Regions from separate parts of the Mus musculus genome. Here region 2 is linked to region 1. Evidence: chromatin contacts called from public promoter capture Hi-C data. All regions are on one chromosome and are shown on one strand. Each heading gives the region's core, a stretch centred on a gene start, on an enhancer-like site or on the middle of the called end of the contact. The rest is flanking DNA. Distances are from core to core; before and after follow the strand shown.

Region 1 (3,025 bases), core at 481-2,980:
ATTTATTATTATCACCATTATATCTTACATTACTTTCCCTCAATAGTAGTGTCTGACAAAGCCACAGGACAGTACCACAAACTCGGGCATGATGATATCCATAGAGCCCAAATACAGACTTTCTACCATGGATCCACTTCTTATCCCCTGGGAGCCCTTTGCTGTGCTTGTCATTTGTATCACTTTGCCTTTTTAAAACGTTCCTGTAAGTGTAGTTGTGCAATATGTAAGCTTTACAGACTTTAGTTTAGCATCAGTTTCTGCAGACTCATTCACTCAAGGCATGTTCATCAACACTGGGTAGTATCTACAGGCTGTGTGCACCAGCTTCCTTACGCACTTATAGTTCCATTTCCAAGGCTACATTATTATTATTGATTTCAGGTACTGGAAGAGAGGAGGAAAATGCAGTGACAATTTAGGAAACCATTAAGCCATTTCACTGGCATCCAATGAGCAGTGGGGCTTGTCCACTTGAATACCAAAGAGTCAAGTTCACTAAGTGCTAAGACTGAAATCATGGCTGGCCTTGATGCTAAGAACCAACAAAATGAGTAGTTGAAAGAATGTTTTCCTAGTAGTACTGTTTTCTTTTCTTTTTTTTTTTTCAATGTCACCATTTCACTCACACTAAAGTGGGTTAAAATTGTAATATATGGTATCAGTGGAGCATGTTATCCACAGAACTGGGCATTTGTGAAACAACTATGCCTTGGATCCAGTTGGGTTAGACAGGGTTTCATTACATAGACATGGCTGGCCAGGATCTGGCTCTGTAGATCAGGCCGGCCTCCAACTCCCAGGCATACTTCTGCCTTCTGCTTTTAAAGCTACCTGGTGTCTGAAAGGGGGTTTTTAGGGTGGCATTTGAGAACATGGACCTTTACCCCAGCCTTGCTCTTCTTAACTTGGAATTAGAATATTATATTTGAATTAGAAATGGCTTGTTCTCCCGAAAACCCAAGACCTTTTGCTGACTTCTTCTGGTTCTCCTCTTCTCCACCTGAAATTACTTTTAATTTAAAAAATAAAAAATAAAAATACAGGGTCTCACACAGTCCGGACTGACCTCCAACTTAATGTGTATCTGAGGTTGACTTTGAATTTATGACTCTGCTTCCATCTCTCAAGTGCTGTTGACTGCAGATTTTTCCACCACACTTCTACCAACCGAGCTACATGCCCAAGCTGGAACTTTTCGTTTTTAATAAAAGAAAATCCGCCTAGGAGTGCACAGTGTCTCTCCAGTCCGCTGGCAGTATAACGAGAATAAGCTGCTCCGCAAACGAGAATATTTTAAGAATTAAAACAAAACAAAACAAAATAAAACAAAAAGCCTCTTAGTGTGTTCTAAGTAACGGCAGTGAGTCCCTCCTCTCTGCCTCTAGCTCTGGTGCCATCCTGGAGCGCACTCGTTGGGTGACTTCCGACCCGCTGCTGCAGAAGGGGAGGCTCGTGCGCTCTAGGTACAAAGTTCGAAGGCTAAGCTTGCGCTCGAGCATGCGCTGCATGATCCCCACTGCTTGACAGCGGGCGACGAAGGCGCCAGAAGTGGCGTAGAGAGAGAGAGAGAGAGAGAGAGCAGATCCCCGTCTAGGATCAGGTTCAGCACACAGCACCTACAACCGAGAACAGCGCCTCCTGCCCGGCGCTGCCAGCCAAGCCGGAATCCAGCGGAAATGACGCCCGCGCCAGCCGCCGGAAGCGGTAGCCGCCAGAAACGTGTCCAATGGGAGCCCGGGAGCGGCAGGGGGCGTGGCGGCGCGGGCCTCCCGCGGCTGCCGGGGCGGTGACGGGCGCGGGCGGCCGGGCGGGTGGCGAGCGGGCCATGCGGACGGCTGGAGACCCGGGACCCCACGGCCCTGCGCTCGTCCCTCGCGCCGCGGTAGCCCGGAGCCCGCGGGCCTAGCGGCGGCCTTTGTTCCCGGCGTCGCCGTCTGCCGAGCTCCGGCCGGCGCGGATGCAGCTGCTCCGCCTGGGCTCGCGCTCGGGGCAGGAGGAGGAGCGGCGGCTCCGGGCGGCATGCGATGGGGAACTGCTGCTGGACGCAATGCTTCGGGCTGCTCCGCCGGGAAGCGGGTCGGCTGCAGCGAGCGGGCGGAGGGTAAGCGGCAGCGCAGGCCCGGGATGCCCGGGATGCGCGGCCGGGGATCGGCGGTGGTGGTGGTGCCCGCCGCCCCCGTGCAGGCTCCCTGTCCCTGAGGACTTACCTCGGGAGGTACGATCTCCTGTAAGCACCCGGCACTGCCTCCTGGACACACCCTGCTTTGACTTAACGCCAAAGCTTCTGTCTCTGTGTTTGGTCTTCCTTTTGGGCCTTGACAGAACAGGTGAAAATCTGGCCCCAAGGTTGATGCCCCAGGTGCATTTTAAATAGAAGTCACTTCTGCTCCAGGCTCTGGTGAACTCTTAGGTAAAGAGCTGCAGGATCGCAGTGCACACTGGCCATTGAAGCGACTGGTGCGGCTGTATGCGAATCCTTTCATAGCAATAACTTAGAATTTTGGAGAGGAATACCATGCTGTGATTGCTACCCTTATGCTCGATAATCTAACCAAAATGTCACCGAGCAGCACGTCTCTTGTGAGGAAAGTGGGATATGCTTCAGATTTTTCTATCCAATAGCAAAATTGTGTGATTACTGTTGTACCTTTATTTCCTAGAATAGTGAAAAAACAAAACAAAACAAAAAACCCGGGGGCACATAGCATTGATGTTGATTTTATTATTCCTAAGCATTTTTCGGGAATTAAAACCTAGAATCAAAAAATCTAAGCCAGCCAATCTAACTAAAGAACATATCTGTTTTGAACTTTCTTAAGCATGGTGCCCAATTTTCAGCCAATAGCTTTGTATTGGGAAGCTTTCAGCCCACACAAACTGGAACCAAGTGATTTGTAATTCGAATCTTTGGGTCATGAGTGCATTATAAAATGATTCACTAATTAAGCAGTGTGTCAAAGTAGTGAAGGTGTTACTCTATGCGTCCCTAGAATGGGAGGGGATGGACTTAAAACATTTCTAC
Region 2 (3,317 bases), core at 626-3,125, 5.7 Mb before region 1:
ACAGTGAGACCCAGCCTCAAAAAGAAAAAAAAAATAATTTAAAAATAAGGTGCTGTAGAGCCCAGGTAAATATTTTGATTACTGATTTGTGAGATCACACCTTGGTAACTGTTTCTAAATGGAAGAAACATTGTTTCCTTAGAACTTACTTTAGGCAATCTTCTCTGCAACAATGTAACACAGAGTAACAATGTGCCACATAGAGGTCCTGGCCTTTCCTGTGTGAGTACATACATCTATGAGATTTTACAAAGAGGAAGTGTTTACATTTCATGAAATTAAGGGAAAATGTTATGGCTATTTGCTTCTTCTTCTTCCTTCCTTCCTTCCTTCCTTCCTTCCTTCCTTCCTTCCTTCTTCTTCCTCCTCCTCCTCCTTCTTTTCTCTCTCTCTCCTTTCTTTTCCTTCCTTTCTTCTTGAAACAATCTAACTACAATACCCAGCTAAATTCAAACTGTCAGACATCCTACTGCCTCAGACTTCTAAATGCTGTGATTGCAGGTCTGCTCTTTCTTTTCAAAATTTATGTGGTGTGTGTGTGTGTGTGTGTGTGTGTGTGTGTGAGAGAGAGAGAGAGAGAGAGAGAGAGAGAGAGAGAGTTAGAGAGAGAGTTAGTTGGTTCCAGGCCTCATTTCTAAAGAACACCCACCCACACACACACACAAAGAAAGGGTGCATTACAGACAATATAATAGTGTTAAAGTAGACTTAAGGTTGCTGTGAACGCAACCGATCCCACAGAAGAGGTTCCCAGATTACCTATTAAAACGTAACATTCAGTGACTGAAAACTTGAAGACAGGAGGAGGGTGGGTGGATGTGTGAGCACAAATTTCCTAAACTACTGTCTCATGATTCCTATGAATTTGCCTCGATCTCATCTTCAAAAGTTAATAATTACCAAAAGGAACATTTAAAATGTAAGTTTAAAAAACGGAAGTGCCAGCAGAAGAGCTGGTGCGCACAAGCCTTGAACTTCAGGGAAAACTGAGCGCTCTCTGCTTGTTCGGAATTCAGCTTCCCACAAGGCGGTTTCTTCATTACTTTACCGTACGGAGTGGAAATTTGTGCAAAATAGAGGAACTTACGGGGGCGCCTTGAACATTAGAAACTGCTGGCTTAATTCTTTCGAGTGACAAGCAGGGGCTCGGTGACACCGCTCCTCTGGGCTCTGCGAGACAGCACCCCCTGCGCGGCCCACGTGGCCAAAGTAAACAGAAGGTGGGCCTGGGCGGGGAGAGCCCCGGCGCCGCCGGATTGCTGCAGAGTGGAGACTTTAGCGCCCAGGCCCCTCTAGCTCTCCCGGCACGGCCTTTGGGGAAATGGGGAGCGGCTTGGCTGGGCGACAGGGAAGGGGGTGGCAGGGTGTGGGGGCGAGTGGGGAGACGACTGGTGAGGTGCTGGCAGCGGGAGCGCGGGGAGCCAGGGGCCCCTGGAGCGCGCAGGAGGGCGCAGAGTTTCCAAGTGCCTACGCGGCCCCCGCGGGAGACAGAGGCGCGGAGGCCGCCCACGCGTGGGTGTGCGGCCGGCGGCACCCGGGGCTCAGGAAAGGCCGGGGAGGAGCCGAGCAGAGGAGGTCCCCTAGCCCCCCGCGAGGGAGTGAGCGCGCAGCCGGGACTCGCCGCGCCCCCGCGAGGGAGCGAGCGCACGGCCCCGGGTCCCGCCGCGTCCCCGCGAGGGAGCGAACGCACGGCCCCGGGTCCCGCCGCGCCTCCGCGAGGGAGCGAGCACACGGCCCCGGGTCCCGCCGCGTCCCCGCGAGGGAGCGAGCGCACGGCCCCGGGTCCCGCCGCGCCTCCGCGAGGGAGCGAGCGCACGGCCCGCTCCCGCGCTCGCGCCCGCTCCGCTCGCATGCCAGTCACGTCCGCCCCCTCGGCGGCCGCCTGAGAGCCGGCCCCGCCGAGCCTAGAGAACAGACGTCAAACTGCCTTATGAATATTGATGCGGAGGCGAGGCTGCTTTCGTAGAGGAGCAGAAGGAAGCAAGATGGCTGCCCTGTAGGATTTGTTAGAAAGGAGACCCGGCTGCGACGGCGGTGGACTGCGAGGCTGAGGGACCAGAACCAGGTCAGAGCGCTGAGGTCCGCGCCTGTCTCTCTCTCTCTCTCTTTCTTTCCTCGCTCTTGACGGCTGCGGAATGGTCCCTTTCCAATCTCCCTCTCTTTCTCTCGGCCTTGCGGGGACTGTCATGTCACCCACAAATACTAAGAGGGAAGAGGGAAGCCTCACAAATTACAGGAGCTTCTTCAACATGGCTGACAAATATAGTTTTAATTCAGCACCCCCTTCTCCTGCGACCTGCACTTCTGTGGTCCCTTCTTCCTGCTAATGCGTGTCTCCCCTCTGTACCCAGAAAACTTACCTTTGTACCTCCCACCAGCCGCTCTTCTGGCCTTTTAGTCTCAGGAAAGTGAGTGTTTTCTTGGGGCTGCCTTCCTGAAAGAGTTCATCTTTGGGGACCACCACTTTCTCTTTTGATCCTCCTCTCCCCTGTTCTTAGTATAAGTCCAGGGAGCCCCTAGTTCATCCTCAGACACCCCGGAAAGAACACTGACCCGGTGTGTTTGACTCTTTTATCTCCAGTAGTGCTTGTTTGGGTCCTGTTCTGGGTTTGTGTCTCTGGCTTCCAACACGTTTGTCCCCTCGTGGACTACACTAGACAGATGTCACAGTGTGTAGATTCAGGATCCACTACGTGGAGGGCTTTTTTTTTTTTTTCCATTCTTTCTTTTTTTCTCTTGAGTCCTCGCGTTTTGTTATTGGCGCTAAGTGAGAGGGGAAAGAATAGTTTCTCTGCTCCCTGAAACAAGACCAGAACCCACTTTTCTCAAGGTTCACAAGCTCAGAGTGGGCTGTGCCTTCCAGTTTGGGAAATGTGTGTAAGAGAATCTGTGCAAATCTGTGTGTTGGCTTTGTGCTGCCCCCGAATCAGCTCGTTCTGTTCCCCTTAAGTGACAGGCACACACAAAGGCAGGCGCAGGCCGGGGGAGGGGGCGGGCGAAGCGTTTGGAGTTGGAGAAGGCAAGGTCAGGGGCGCCCGAAGAAATGAAACCCAATCCCAGAGAAGATCTCTAACAAGTCCCATCCCAAATTTCCTTCACTCTGGCACTCACTCTTTTATTTGGTCGTTCACAAACACCCCTCCTCACTCTTCACTCAGAGCTTGACTCTCTTCCCTAGACCTGCTTGCTAACTGTTAGAAAGCTTATAGGGTTTCTTCTATGGAGAGTTTTCTACGTTTGGCGAAACCAAGTGAGGCCTGGCCAGACTCTTGAGAAGGTCCTGTTAAAAGACATGATACTTGCTTGTTAATGGCTTA

What was found. Promoter capture Hi-C pulls out the DNA fragments that hold promoters and counts their contacts.
Region 2: a promoter capture Hi-C map of liver shows a contact between it and region 1, with 5 times the contacts expected there. The contact joins the promoter of Tet2 here to the promoter of Ap1ar in region 1. A contact is called at or near these places in 1 of 39 promoter capture datasets (liver) and 1 of 484 Hi-C or Micro-C datasets (CD4 T cells).

The regions. Positions count from the first base shown.
Region 1 is chr3:127,836,228-127,839,252 of GRCm38.p6, reverse strand. Ap1ar (adaptor-related protein complex 1 associated regulatory protein) reads left to right here and starts at 1,730. Exons shown (of 10, transcript NM_145964.3): 1 at 1,730-2,104. The coding sequence starts at 2,028. Gm43653 (a long non-coding RNA gene) reads right to left here and starts at 1,756. Exons shown (of 2, transcript XR_003954551.1): 1 at 1,070-1,756; 2 at 1-387.
Region 2 is chr3:133,542,948-133,546,264 of GRCm38.p6, reverse strand. It overlaps Tet2 (tet methylcytosine dioxygenase 2), which reads left to right and starts at 1,875. Exons shown (of 11, transcript NM_001040400.2): 1 at 1,875-2,065.